2 separate regions of the Mus musculus genome follow, and region 1 is linked to region 2. A link is a contact called in public HiChIP or PLAC-seq data. All regions are on one chromosome and are shown on one strand. Each heading gives the region's core, a stretch centred on a gene start, on an enhancer-like site or on the middle of the called end of the contact. The rest is flanking DNA. Distances are from core to core; before and after follow the strand shown. Region 1 holds the start of Apobec4 (apolipoprotein B mRNA editing enzyme, catalytic polypeptide-like 4 (putative)). Region 2 overlaps Rgl1 (ral guanine nucleotide dissociation stimulator,-like 1).

The links. HiChIP or PLAC-seq counts read pairs in DNA pulled down with a chosen protein or histone mark.
Region 1: an H3K4me3 HiChIP or PLAC-seq map of the 230-238 cell line shows a contact between it and region 2, with 18 read pairs. The contact joins the promoter of Apobec4 here to the enhancer-like site in region 2. A contact is called at or near these places in 8 of 39 promoter capture datasets (the C10 cell line, the HPC-7 cell line, Sertoli cells and 4 more), 2 of 15 datasets of contacts at CTCF or cohesin (both in the NIH/3T3 cell line), 2 of 484 Hi-C or Micro-C datasets (bone marrow-derived macrophages and nephron progenitors), 7 of 115 datasets of contacts at active chromatin or transcription factors (the 230-238 cell line, the HPC-7 cell line, fibro-adipogenic progenitors and 3 more) and 3 of 9 other capture datasets (adipose tissue, liver and pancreatic islet).

The regions. Positions count from the first base shown.
Region 1 is chr1:152,745,570-152,752,170 of GRCm38.p6, forward strand. Apobec4 (apolipoprotein B mRNA editing enzyme, catalytic polypeptide-like 4 (putative)) reads left to right here and starts at 4,982. Exons shown (of 2, transcript NM_001081197.1): 1 at 4,982-5,195. It also overlaps a transcript of Rgl1 not described here.
Region 2 is chr1:152,595,476-152,601,862 of GRCm38.p6, forward strand. All of the region lies in intron 2 of Rgl1 (ral guanine nucleotide dissociation stimulator,-like 1), which reads right to left. Among named protein-coding and RNA genes, the nearest start is that of Rgl1, 27 kb to the right of the region's middle. Within about 2 kb of position 4,001, at least 41 of the 459 cell types and tissues checked have an H3K27ac peak or open chromatin away from gene starts, as enhancers often do. A contact at or near this core is called in the 230-238 cell line, the HPC-7 cell line, adipose tissue and 1 more, where this site is marked.

The DNA.
Region 1 (6,601 bases), core at 3,732-6,231, 150 kb after region 2:
CCTCCCAAGTGCTGGGATTAAAGGCGTGCACCACCACTGCCCAGCCACACACACCATTTAAAACATACATATTTCTACTCCATGGGTTTGATGAGAGTCACAGTGAATCTCAATGTTAATTAACAATGCACATACTTTCAATAATCATCATGTATCATTTTTGTAATTCTATGCCTTTTTCTATTCTATTCTTCTACAAAGAGAATTATTTTCTTTGTTCTGTTGGTATTTACACAATGGAAGACATACAGAGACGTACCAATAAAACAGAATACAGAGGCCCAAAATGAACTTTGACATAGATGCTCAAATGATTTTCAGCAAGGGTACCACACCACCAGGGTGGGAGGTGCTGCTCTAGTCAACAAATGTTACTGGGAAAGCTGGACTATCCACAAGCTACAGGCTGAAACTGGAGCTCTGTCCCACACTGCACACACACACACACACACACATGCACACGCACACAATCTTAAAACGGATTAAAGATCTAGCTACTGGGACTGGAAACTAAAACGCCTGGGAGAAACCTAGGGTATAATCTTGACCACACAGGTCTTGGTGACCATTTCTCAGCTAAACAACAGAAGGACACACTACCAAGGCAAAGCCAGGGCTGGGCACACGGTTCCGAGGTGGAGTGCTCACCTCACACACCCAAGGCTGTGGGGTCAAGTCTCAGTGCCAAAAAACAGGTAAGCATTCTGCATACATTTATTAAGCACTCATTTTTTTTAATGTACAGATCAGTTGGACTGATTGTAGAAAAATGGTCTTATGTTTTATTTGCCATTTTGTTCTTTCATAAAATAATTTGTATTACATTTAAGAATGATTGTGTTTTAGATCTAGTTTAGTTGTATTTATGGTTGGAATGTTAAGTGAGTCCTGCCAGTTTGAAGCCTTCTTTGGAGCGTACTGTGCAGAGGTCACGGTGGCACCTTTCCCTACCCTTCCCTCTCCTTCAGGGAAGTCACCTTTAATCCGCAGCATTTGCTGCTTGCTGCTCCTGGACAATGAGAGAAATCCACAAGGAAGAATGCTAAAGTGTCCGCCAACCAGTCCCGGAGTTTGGACTGTGCTGCCACCCTGTGGCCATTTTATCTACAAATTCAAATGAGAAGATCCATCTTTTGCTCCTCCCACCCCTCTTTGAGATAAGGTCTTGTGTAGCCCAGGTTGGCCTAGAACTGCCTACATAAGCAATGATAATCCCAAACTCCTCCTGATCCTCTTGCCTTTGTGTTCCTATTGCTGGGGTCACAGGCCTGAACCACCATGCCCAGGATCCTGGCTTTTCTGTCTTCTCCTCCTTTCTGCCCACCCTCTCCTTTCTCTCTCTTCCATCAAACTACCTGGCAAGCTCCACAAAGCCTCCTGAGTCCTCTGCCTTTCTTCACCTCAGGCTTGCTTTTTAAATCCAAGTCCCATTTCCCTGTGACTTACTATGTAGGTTTGAGCATTGAGAGATTATACCAAACTGAAACACAAGATAGATTATGTGATTAATTAAATACGATGTGCTCTAATAAAAGTTAATAACAGGAGCCATAAAATATAAATTACTCTGTCACCCAAAAAGAGCATTACCTCCTATGCAGCCTTCATAAGCGCAGCTATCTTGGCTATATCCCAAATCAGGCTGCCGATCACTGACTAAAATATCCAACCGAGTAAAGGTCTTTTTAAATCCGAATTCTATAATCTTTATTACAACTACATACTTTGATATGGATGATGCACATAGTTCATCAGAATGATTATGAGGGAGCTGGAAAGATGGCTCAGCAGTTAAGAGTACTGACTGCTCTTCCAGAGGTCCTGAGTTCAATTCCCAGCAACCACATGGTGGCTCACAACCATCTGTACTGAGATCTGATGCCCTCTTCTGATGTGTCCAAAGACAGAGACAGTGCACTCATTATAAGTAAAATAAATCTTTAAAAACACAACAGAAAGATTATGAAACTGGGAGGCGGACTGAGACAGCAGCTTCTCCCTCCTGCTAAGCATCCACCAGCAATGTTCTGCTTCAGAACTATGGGCAGAACTTTCTTTTGCTGCTGGTGGTGGTGGTGTTTGTTTCCTTTGGACAAACAAAGTTCAGGGTTATCCTTAGAATCCATGTAAAAGCCAGATGCAGCAGCACAAGCATCCATATTCAGCATGTCCTCCGAGACATCGGAGGCAGAGGCAGGGCAAGCATCCGTATTCAACATGTCCTCCGAGACATCGGAGGCAGAGGCAGGGGAATCACAGAAAGCTCCAAGGCCAGCAAACCCAGAGATGGTGGCAGTAAACACTGAAGCCCTTTCTCAAGCAAGGCAGGCCACACACAAGGCTGTCCTCTGAAGATGCAAGGGCACCTGACTACTCACTAAAGTCTGGGAAGCAAAAGGAAAGGAGTGTAGTGAGGAGACTGGCAAGGTACAGAGTCCGGTCCGACGAGATAAAAGGACAACCTCTAACATTCCACAGTTAATTGTGTGCTGCAAAAGTATGTGAAGACTTCAAATGTTTCCAACAGAAAGAAATAATAAATATTTGAAGTGACAGTGTGATGGTTTATATATGTTTGGCCCAGGGAGTGGCACTATTAGGAGATGTAGCCTTGTTGGAATATGTGTGTCACTGTGGGCATGGGCTTTGATACCCTAGTCCTAGCTGCCTGGAAGTCAGTATTCTGATAGCAGCCTTCAGACGAAGATGTAGAACTCTCAGCTCCTCCTGCGCCATGCCTGCCTGGATGCTGCCATACTTCCACCTTGATGATAATGGACTGAACCTCTGAACCTCTAAGCCAGCCCCAATTAAATGTTGTCCTTATATAAGAGTTGCCTTGGTCATGGTGGCTGTTCACAGCAGTAAAACCCTAACTAAGATGGTTATACCAATTAGCCTAATCATTACACATAAGTATCTTCCATTGTTATGTGATAATTAGAAATTTAATATATATTTTAAATATCAGTGAGCTTCCTAAAACCACCCAAGTACACAAGTGGATGTATTACATGGTGCATGTTTGCTGCTGCTTCTGGCTTAACATTCTTTTTTTTTTTTTTTTTTTTTTAGTTTTTCGAGACAGGGTTTCTCTGTGTAGCCCTGGCTGTCCTGGAACTCACTCTGTAGACCAGGCTGGCCTCGAACTCAGAAATCCTCCTACCTCTGCCTCCCAAGTGCTGGGATTAAAGGTATGCGCCACCACTGCCCAGCCTGGTTTAACATTCTTTAGGACATGATTTAGTGAGTATCTAACCCACCACTGAAGTTGCATGCTACACACAGGATGACCAACAAGTCTGTGGGGCTTGTTTCCTCCTTTTCCTGCTTGACTAGACCTATGGCATGCCAAGTCCTTTTTTTATTATATAATATCTCAAAAGCTTATAAAACTACCACATTTTTTAGATTTACTTAAAAAAAAAATAGATAAGATCTTACTAGCCCTGGCTAGCCTAGAACTCAATACAAAGCTCGCCTCAAACTCACAGACATCTGCCAGACTTTATTCCGTTCCCCAACTGCTAGGAATAAAGGCATATACCACCACACACAACTTTTTATATATTACTGTATGGTGGAGTATCACTGTTAGAACTAAGCAGGAGATGAAGTATGAGAATCAACTTTCAGTCATGAGTAAATTCCGTGAGGAGATGTTCCAGACGTAACAGCAAAACCAAGAAGGGCGTGATTCAGGCAAAAGGTAGGTAGGGAAGGATGAGATCCAACAGCGAATGTGCCACAGAAAAGCAACTGAACACCATTAGCTGAGAACGGACTAGTGCACTAGAGACCCTGGGAAACACAGAGCCCAAGAGAACACAGCCAGCCTCCAGGGAGCCCCGTGGCTGGGAGAGGACAGCTGACAACGGCCACCAGAGTCTGACAACGGAAGCACAACAACGGAAGTAACACCAAAACCAGCAAACAGGAGGTGCCTCTGGGAGCCCATTCTCCCTGAGGAATCAGAGCTTATGCTTAAAAGCTGTTCCTAGTAACTAATAGACTACACAGCGAGTCCGCACTTACTCATTCAAGTAGCCTGAGGAAGAACAAGGGATCACAACGAGCAGTGTCCTGAGTCTGAGAAATGGGGAGCAGGAAGACGAGGCCAGTGAGAGAGTGAGAAAGGATGAAGAGAGAAAGGCCGGGCTGCACCAAAAGCAATGCTTGTCTCACGTGAACAGAGCCACGCATACAGGTAGCATGGGTTCCCCAGGGAACTTCTGAGAGGAAGGAAAGAGCTGTCACTTCCCATGATTTGTGTTTAGACAAAGTCAAACACTCCCTCTGGGGCTGGGAAGATGGCTCAGCAGTCACAAGCACTTTTGCTCTTGCACAGGACCTGAGTCCAGTTCCCACCACCCAGGTGGTGGCTCGACACCGTTTGTAACTCCAGCTTCAGGAGCTCACACATACTCTTCTAGTTTCCTCAGGTACTGCATTCATATATAAATAAGCAGGGCAAAACTCTCATATAAAATAAATCTTTTCTTTAAATGTTACCAAAAATAGATAGGTAGATAGATAGATAGATAGATAGATAGATAGATAGATAGATAGAAGTCCCTTTGTGGACTTAGGGTCTGTTGGTCCAAACTTGCTCTCCTTCATCTCTAGCTGAAGCCACTTTAGCTCAGGGAACAGAAAAGCAGATCTCCCTGGCTACTGCACAGACAAGAGAGTCCCAAACCTTATCCACACACTAAGCCTGGATTCTAGTCTACATGTGAAAGAGATGCTGAGAAGAGGACCTGAGGTTTTATTCTTACAGTCACAAGGGGAAAAAACTCAACGCATGTACTTAACCAGATATCACCCTTTTATCCAGGCTGGAATAAGTATGCAGACATGTATATTTTCATCTTTGGAACAGGTGGTTTGATATGCAAATAAAGTAATAAGTGTCAGAGCCGTATCCTAGCAGTAGCTACTTTCCAAACGTTGCCATGGCACCAATTCAACAGTGTTCTTAGAGGCAGCCACACCTCAGCAAGAACTAACCTGGACCAGAAAAAATTAAAAGAACTAATAGAAACAGAAAAGGATTCCTGCTGTGGTATCCGAGACGAGTCTTGATGGCACAGGTGCCCTCTGAATCTACGTGAAGCAAGGCATGGGACTTTAAGAAGACAAAGAACCAGTGCCTCTAACACCTGCAGTGTGAGCCAAGCCTGGAGACAAAGATGGTAATTATAAACCGCTAACAGTTGTTTTTAGCTCTGAGCAGATTGCACACGGATTGGGAAGGGCAAACTCCACTCTCCAACTACTCCAGTGCGAACTGTGCCTTAGCAGCACTCCTAGCTGAAGCAGGAGCAGTCTGTCCTCATTGTGTGTGCGTTTGTGTTAAACGGAGGAAGCGTGTCCTCCCTCGGCCAGTCCAGGGCCACTCACCACTGTCAATGAAAGAAAGTCCTTCAGCAAGTTGGGCTCCCCACATCTCTCATGCTTACTACCAACAAATCTGCTTGCTCTTCAGAGGGCAACATATATGTACCAAACACAGGCAAAAACGATGGGGGCAGGGGAGGGGGCAGTAGTAACACAAGTAGCCCGGGACACAAGCCAGAACCCACTTGACTTGTGAGCCAGTGCAGGCTGCTGAGGTAGCCCTGAGACACCTGGATAGGTGACTGACAATAGAAATAATCGACTTAAGACTAAGCAATAACAAATTCATACAATAAACCCTGAGTTCTATAAAAGCTTAAAGGGAGTGGCGCTCTCTCCCTCAGAGCATGCTGGCGAAAGGACAGCCCAGGAAGACTAGAAAAAGAGAAAGCTCCAGTAGAGAACCTCAGATAGTTGTCACAGAAAAGACATTAAGAAAAATGGGACTCCAGGGCACCCTCATTTATACCAAGGCCATTGGTCATAAAGATCACCTTTCAGACAGTAATGTGCCGTGTCTGCCTAAGGCTGAAACACAGGCAGGAGTGGGGTAGAAATAAGGATATTTTGGGGAGAGTAATCAGGAGTTTCATGTTGCTGCCTTTATTGTAAAAGACTAAGGACCTCATGATTTCCTCATGGCAGTTTCAGGTCACATATTCTTAGTTCCACACATCAGCTTAAAAAATAATAACAAAGGCAGAAAAGGCCCTCAGGGTACTTTCCCTATCTTCTGTGGAACAAAACACTGATACATAAAGGAGAAAACCTCACCTGTACCAGTTGGTCTTCCGATTGCTGGGGGGCATCACTGTTCCTTCTGTCTGTTCCAAGTGCATGTGTCGAGCGTGTGTGCCCTGTTCATACTGTGTGAGCACGTGGTGGAGTGTGTCTGCATCTGTGCGTACAGGAACGTGGAGGCCCGAGGCTGACCTCTACTGTCTTTCTCCACTGCTCTCCACCTTTGTTTTCTGAGACAGGCTCTATCACAGAACCCGGAGCCTGCCATTTTGGCTAGTCTGGCACGACATCTTGCCCAGGATTCTCTTGTCTCCCTTGAGCTCCAGGATTACAAATAGGCTGCCCTGCTTTTATGTTGGTTCTGGAGAGCCAACCCACACACACACACACACACACACACACACACACACACACACCCTGTGCCATCTCTCTGGGCCCCTGCTAGTCTTTCTGGCGCGTT
Region 2 (6,387 bases), core at 2,751-5,250:
ACAGAGGACAGCATCCAGAGCAAACTTCCCAAAACACAACCCCTTCCTTGTCCTCTCATCAAGAGCTTCCAATGACCAAGGTCAGCAGATGCTGGGGTCCCAAGTTCATGGGTGCCCTTCCTGTCTAATTCATCTGATTTGTGTAACCAATCAATACCTATCTGTAAGGGTGGGTGGGGTGTAGTGAGCTTCTGTGTGACCTACTATTCTTTAAGAATGAAGCCAGTTATGAAATGAAAGCCTTCTCCACAGCCCTGAGCTTTCCCACAATCCTGTAGGCCCTCAGACAGCCCCCACCCCTAGGCCTTTATCTCCCTGAGAGGAGTTCTACGTTTCCATTCACAGACCCTAAGCTTGGGTGCAGGCAGAATAGACTGACATTCCCAAACTTACAGTCATTAGCTTGATTCTTCTTCTGTATATCATATCAGAAAATCTCTCTTCCCCACCTTCCTATGGGATTAGTTCAATTTTAACCAAACTAAGTATTTCCCACCATTTGGGGGCTGGAGAGATGGCTCCATGGTTAAAAGCATTGATTGTTCTTCCTGAGGACCCAGATTCTATTACAGCATCATGGGACAGCTCAAAACCTGGGCTACTCCAGTTCCAGGGGATCCAGCACTTTACCTCCATGGGTACTGTAGACATGTTCACGGACATACATGCAGGCAGAACATCCACACACATAAAACAAAAATAAGTAAATCAAAAAAAAAGTGAGGACGTAAGCTAGGGTCTCTACTACCCACATGAAAAGGTGGGTACTTCAGCACATGTCTGTTACCTTAGCACTGGAAGGTAGAGAAAGTAAGATCCGTGGGACAATCTAACGGAATCCATGAGCTCCATGCTCAATCAGAGACAGTCACAAAAGCTAAGATGGCAAGTGAAAGAGAACGATGTCTGTCCTCCATCTAGCACACATAGGCTCATGAATGTCCTGCTACATATGTGCACATGCATAAGAATACACACACACACACACACACACACACACACACACACACACACCAAGCACAAAGCCCCATATCAAGCTGTCAATGTCTTTACTCCCTAGATTTTGGAGTCCCAGAAATGATACTAGGTAGCTCGTTTCTTTTTCTTTCCAATATAATATTAATGATGATGATGATGATGATGATGAAGTTGATGTGTGACTTAAAATTCAGATATAAAATGCAGCTTTATAGTTCACACAAAGTTGGGGGGCACAGGTCTCTGGCAAATCCTCTCTCTCAGTACTGTGTTTAGCATAAGTATACCCTACAGCACAGGCCCCCTGACAGAGAAAACGGGGATCTTTCAAGCTTAAGATCGGGTAATAAAATGCAGAACCTAATTTAATTTTTTTTGAGCACCTTGAGCACATGTCTTGGAAAGAGATGCTGCATCTTTCTCATCTCCTGTCAAGTACTGTTCCCCTGACACTGTAAAGCGCTTCTAAGAAACTGGGCTTTAAATGCAGAGGAAGGAGAAGAGCTGGCACCAAGACTGAGCATCACTTTGGACCAGATGCCCATTCCTTCCAGCCAGCTGTTACGACAGGAACTGTCACTGCTTCACTCGAGGAGAAGCAAAGAAGTAACCAAAGTTACTCAACCAACCAGGACAGGCAGCAGTGTTAAGATTTAAAAGCAGCTTCCTTTCACCATGGTAATGTGCTGCCTAGTAACATAAAGCAATATGTTATTGCTTTACAATATATTGCACACTCAGTCTCCACATCTGAATACTTAAGACTACCAAAACTCAATAGGCTAGAACCCACACACATCAAATAATTCCCATAAGAACACTATAGATCAGATAATTGACACAAGGCAAAGTGCAAGCCTACTTATTACTCGCTGTCCACAAATAAAATACCGTATGTGAAGTACTAAAATCCTTTTCATTTTTCATCTAGCCATACTACTTTTACTAAAAGCTGGGCCTTCAAGTCATCTCCAGCATTTTTAACTCCTTACATAGACTGATATCGACAACACTTAAAAGTAATAGTGCCTTGGTGCCAAAGGCCTTCTTTGGGCGAAACCCAGTCTCCCTCATCCCTACATGGTCTTACATAACTAAACCGTGCCTAAGGAGGATGGACAGCTTCACCAAAGGGCGCAAGAGAAGCCAGGAGAGCAACGGGCTGCATGGGGAACTACGGAATTCTACAACAGCTGAAGTCCCTAGGGACAGCTTGTGGCCTCTACTGAGTGTCTCCTGTTAATAAATTTGCCTACATGCTAGTTTAACTCTACTCTAGAGTCACAAACTACTAGGGAATCAAAAACAAAATAATATTATGACTGAAAATAGGGTATAGGGAAAAAAGATAGATTTATAAAGTCTGAACTTAAGAGAGAAAAAGGTAGATTTATAAAGTCTGATGCTTAAGAGAGGAAATGAAGGTAGCGTATCAAAAATACTGATGGCTGGGAGGAACATAGGGCCAAATCTCTCCAAATGAAAAGAAAACGAAACAGCAAACACTTTGTTCACTAAGTATGAGTGGTCAAAACCACCCGTGTGAAAAGGCAGGTGTCAGCCGTAAAGAAAAAGCTTATCTGCCTGACAGATTACGAGCTCCCCAATCCCAGGGCTCGTGATGCACTCCTGGGGTCAGTTAGAGAAGACAGTATCAACATAGCCTCCGTTGTGCAGGGGACTTAAATGAGATACTAAAGAAACCTTAGTATATGAAGAAAAGGAGGGGGTTCTGCTGTTTACAAATCTAATAGTACAGATCATAGTGCGAACACAAACTCTTTCACTTAATGACTCAAAGGGATGAAGCTTAACATTAATTAACATTAAAGAAATGCTAAGTGAATGACAGAAATCGTAAATGGGAAATTACAGAACCCCGAGGTTCATTAGTAAGACTTACAAGTAACAGTAAGAATGGCAAGAAACTAGATTTTATTTCTAATTCTAGGCCGATTAGGTCATTGAGAACTTGCTAGCGTTCCCTATGCATCTCAGCAGTGGGCTAACTTATAATTTGTGGTTTTGTTTGCTCCTAAATGCACTTAAGCCAATTAATTCATTCAACAAATACTTGTTGAGTCTCTCCTACATGGTTGCTGGAAGTCACAGACACAACAAAAAACTAGACAGACAAGATACCCAGATATCACCAGAGGGAGGGGCTCCTGTGCAATTAGTAGGATGAAAGTGATTCCTGGGCTCCCAGCTGACTGCTTACGGGACCCCAATCCCACAGAGACGGTCTTCAAGCTATCTGCGTCTGTGAGTTTTATGGAAGCAGGTTAAAAATGGCAGAGGGATGCGGCCTGCTTCATTGCCATGTGCACACTCAGAAAGCAGGGACAGCGAGGGAGCACAGTGCCTCCTATCACTGAGTGCTGAAGCGATGAGAACCCTGGCCAGACACAGATGAACAGCAGTCCCCTGCCCTGTCACTTCAATAGCAGCTCTAGGGAACCTACCAATGGGTCAAAGCAAAGATTGGTTTCTACACTTAAAAACCGTTTAACTTTTAAAATTTTACCAAGAAAGAGCGAATACTTGGAGATTTTCTTGTCTCCCCCACCTCCAGCCCCCAAATGCTAGGAGCTTCAAGAAAAGTCACCTCAGGTTCTGGGTGACAAAGGACTTCTGACCCTGTGCTCCAAAGAAAGCCACAGTGTGAGCAGTGGCTTTGGTGTTCTGGTTGCCACTTGAGAAACACAGTGTGACAGTGGGGAAACAAGCACAAATAAGTCTCAGGGAGGGGACAGAGAAGAAGCCAACCACGACAGACAAGCTCGGACAAGGCACCTGGCTTGTCTCTCGCTTTGTTTTCTTTTCACCGATTCTTGGTTCAGTCACCTTGCCACTATGACTTTTCTAACTGCCGGATAAAACTCCAAGGACTTGGGATTAAAGGACTATGCCGTATGTGAAGACGCTCCTGACACTCATGCCGTGGCCCGAGACACTTTGGAGAGAACCACAGTGACCTTTCTTGAGTGCTTATGACATGGAGCCCAGCAGGTTTTGCAATGCGAAGAGAGGCATTCAGTCAGCCTACAGAGTTGGCCTCTGCCTTCATTTCTCTTCCTGCTGGTTGTCCACTCTGTGGAAATGTTTTAAAACCGACTTCCTGTGGTGACCACAGAACTGGCACTGTGCATGCTTTCCTGGAACTCATTGACCCTTCTGCTCAAGAACAACAATAGGTTATAAATGGCACTCTAGTTGTTCCTCGGCCCTTGCAGAATACTCAACAATCTGCTTGCTTCTAAGAAAAACGGACAATAACAATTAAGATCCTGAGAATACTGTGCATATATCTCATACTTACCTTATATAGCAGATACACCTATTATCTCCTCTCTGCCACTTAGGAAACTGAAGCCCACAGAAGCCAAATAGCTTGTTCCATATCACATGCTAGGTGGTGAGGCAAAGATTCAAATTCAAGTGGTCCAGACTCAGACGTTGACTTAGCCACAGTACTATCACGTAAACCCACGGGCCCACCACTAGTCCCTCAGACTGTCCTTATGTCCCTCTGTTCCACGCTACCCCCTTAGCCCCAGTGCCTTGTCTTAATGCAGACCCCACACCTTAACTGAGGATGTAATAGCCGCATTACTCTCATCACCCGCTCCAACCTCTCCTTAACCTGGGACCTGTAGCCATGATGATACTTCTAAAGTACATCTTCTGCAGTGGAATAAAGTCTAAGTCTCTACAGAACCTAGATCTATCCCACATCTCAGTAGTTCCTCCCAAGGGATGTCCAGCACTGAGTGTGTCCGTCCACCAGAAGACGAAGACAGATGAGTTTACTCAGAACAGCCACACTGTTTCCATATCAGACTATTGGTTTGCAGGGATCCGCCACTTATCGGAAGAATAAAGATTACTCATCGGAGTAGCAGTCCCCCTAATCTGTGTTCCAGAGCAGGCCGGAGCTTAGGAGAGCACTGAACTGTACAGAGCAGCCTTTCCATCCCAACTAAGCCCTCAATGTGCACAGGGATCAGAATGGTTACAGCAAGAGCGGCCGCAGCAAAGCCAGCACACAAGTCTTTTTCCTTCTTTATAACTTCATGGCTAGAAGACTCATTCCTCTTACCCCTTCTTAGCTTCAGGTCATGTCATTCTCTTGCTTACAACCTCCCTCTAGCTTCCCATGACACTTGGAAGTGATCCAACCTTCTACTAGAATTCCCAAGGCCATTCCCAACTACCCCTTTGCCCTTCACCACCACAGCTATCCACTTGGCTACCCTGAAGGTTCATAGGTCCCTTCCCGTCTGCAGACCTCTGCATTATCTCCTTCCATGCTGTGAGGGCCAAACATGGCCTCCTGGATGGCTCCTCGCTCATTCTAATAAACAAGCAATATTTGCACAAATCAACACCCCAGCATCCCTCCACCATCACAGCATAGCACCTCACATGCTATCTGTAAACAAAAGAGCAGTGTCCTGTCTGCTTTGTTCCAGGCTCTGTCACCGGTCATGATGGGTGTACCATGCCATAAATATTGTATAAATGTTTGCAATAATGAAAAGCACACGAGACTCCACATATGAAAAAAATACAAAAATATAACCCCAAACTCATAGATAAACAAAGTAAGCTGGCATATTCTCCTCACAGCAATGAAGAGCTGCGGTACACCTGCTGACATGATTGCTCCGAGCATTTTCCTGAGACTAGTCAGTTCTACAGTTCACCATCATAACTAAAAATTACTAAGCCCATGAGATTTTTTTTCTCCACAATTCCTTTCCTGTCAAGATGGAGATGCTGAGTCAAACTTTTGGTCGCTGGGGTCACACTGCTCCCTCTGTCCTATCAGCTGTCAATGCCATGGAGCTGATGGGAAAGACAAATTCTCCTGAGAATCCACGGGCTTGCTCTCTGAAAACAGAGAGTGGGACTCTGCATTGGCTTGGTTTCTGAGTGTCAAAGAAATGAACGCACAATCAAACCAGCAGCCACAAGGCGTGAGTGTGAATGTGCACACTGCAAGAGATGTACTTGTGTGGTGTCCACTACCACAGCTTTCAGATCCACACACACAAAGGATGTCACACAAAAAGGAAGTCGGGATTGCATCCGAACCCTTTAAGTGCCATTTTACCCAGCCAGGTTCTACACTTGGAAGGCTGTGTGAGGTCTCAGAGTTTGTAGTAAGTTTTCATAACTGAAACAATACTTCACTAAAACATCTCCTTCTAAAATGTGGGCCAGGAGGACTCTGATCTTAAACCAATCATGTTTGGGCTATAAGCCGGCGAGTATGCCCGGATGAGCACTGAATACAAACACGAGTGTGTCACCATCAGACGGGTCTATACTGTAGAGTCTGCAGGGAGGGTGAACTGTAAACAACTGAGAGGGGGCTGTGAGAAGACAAGAGGTAACAGGAGC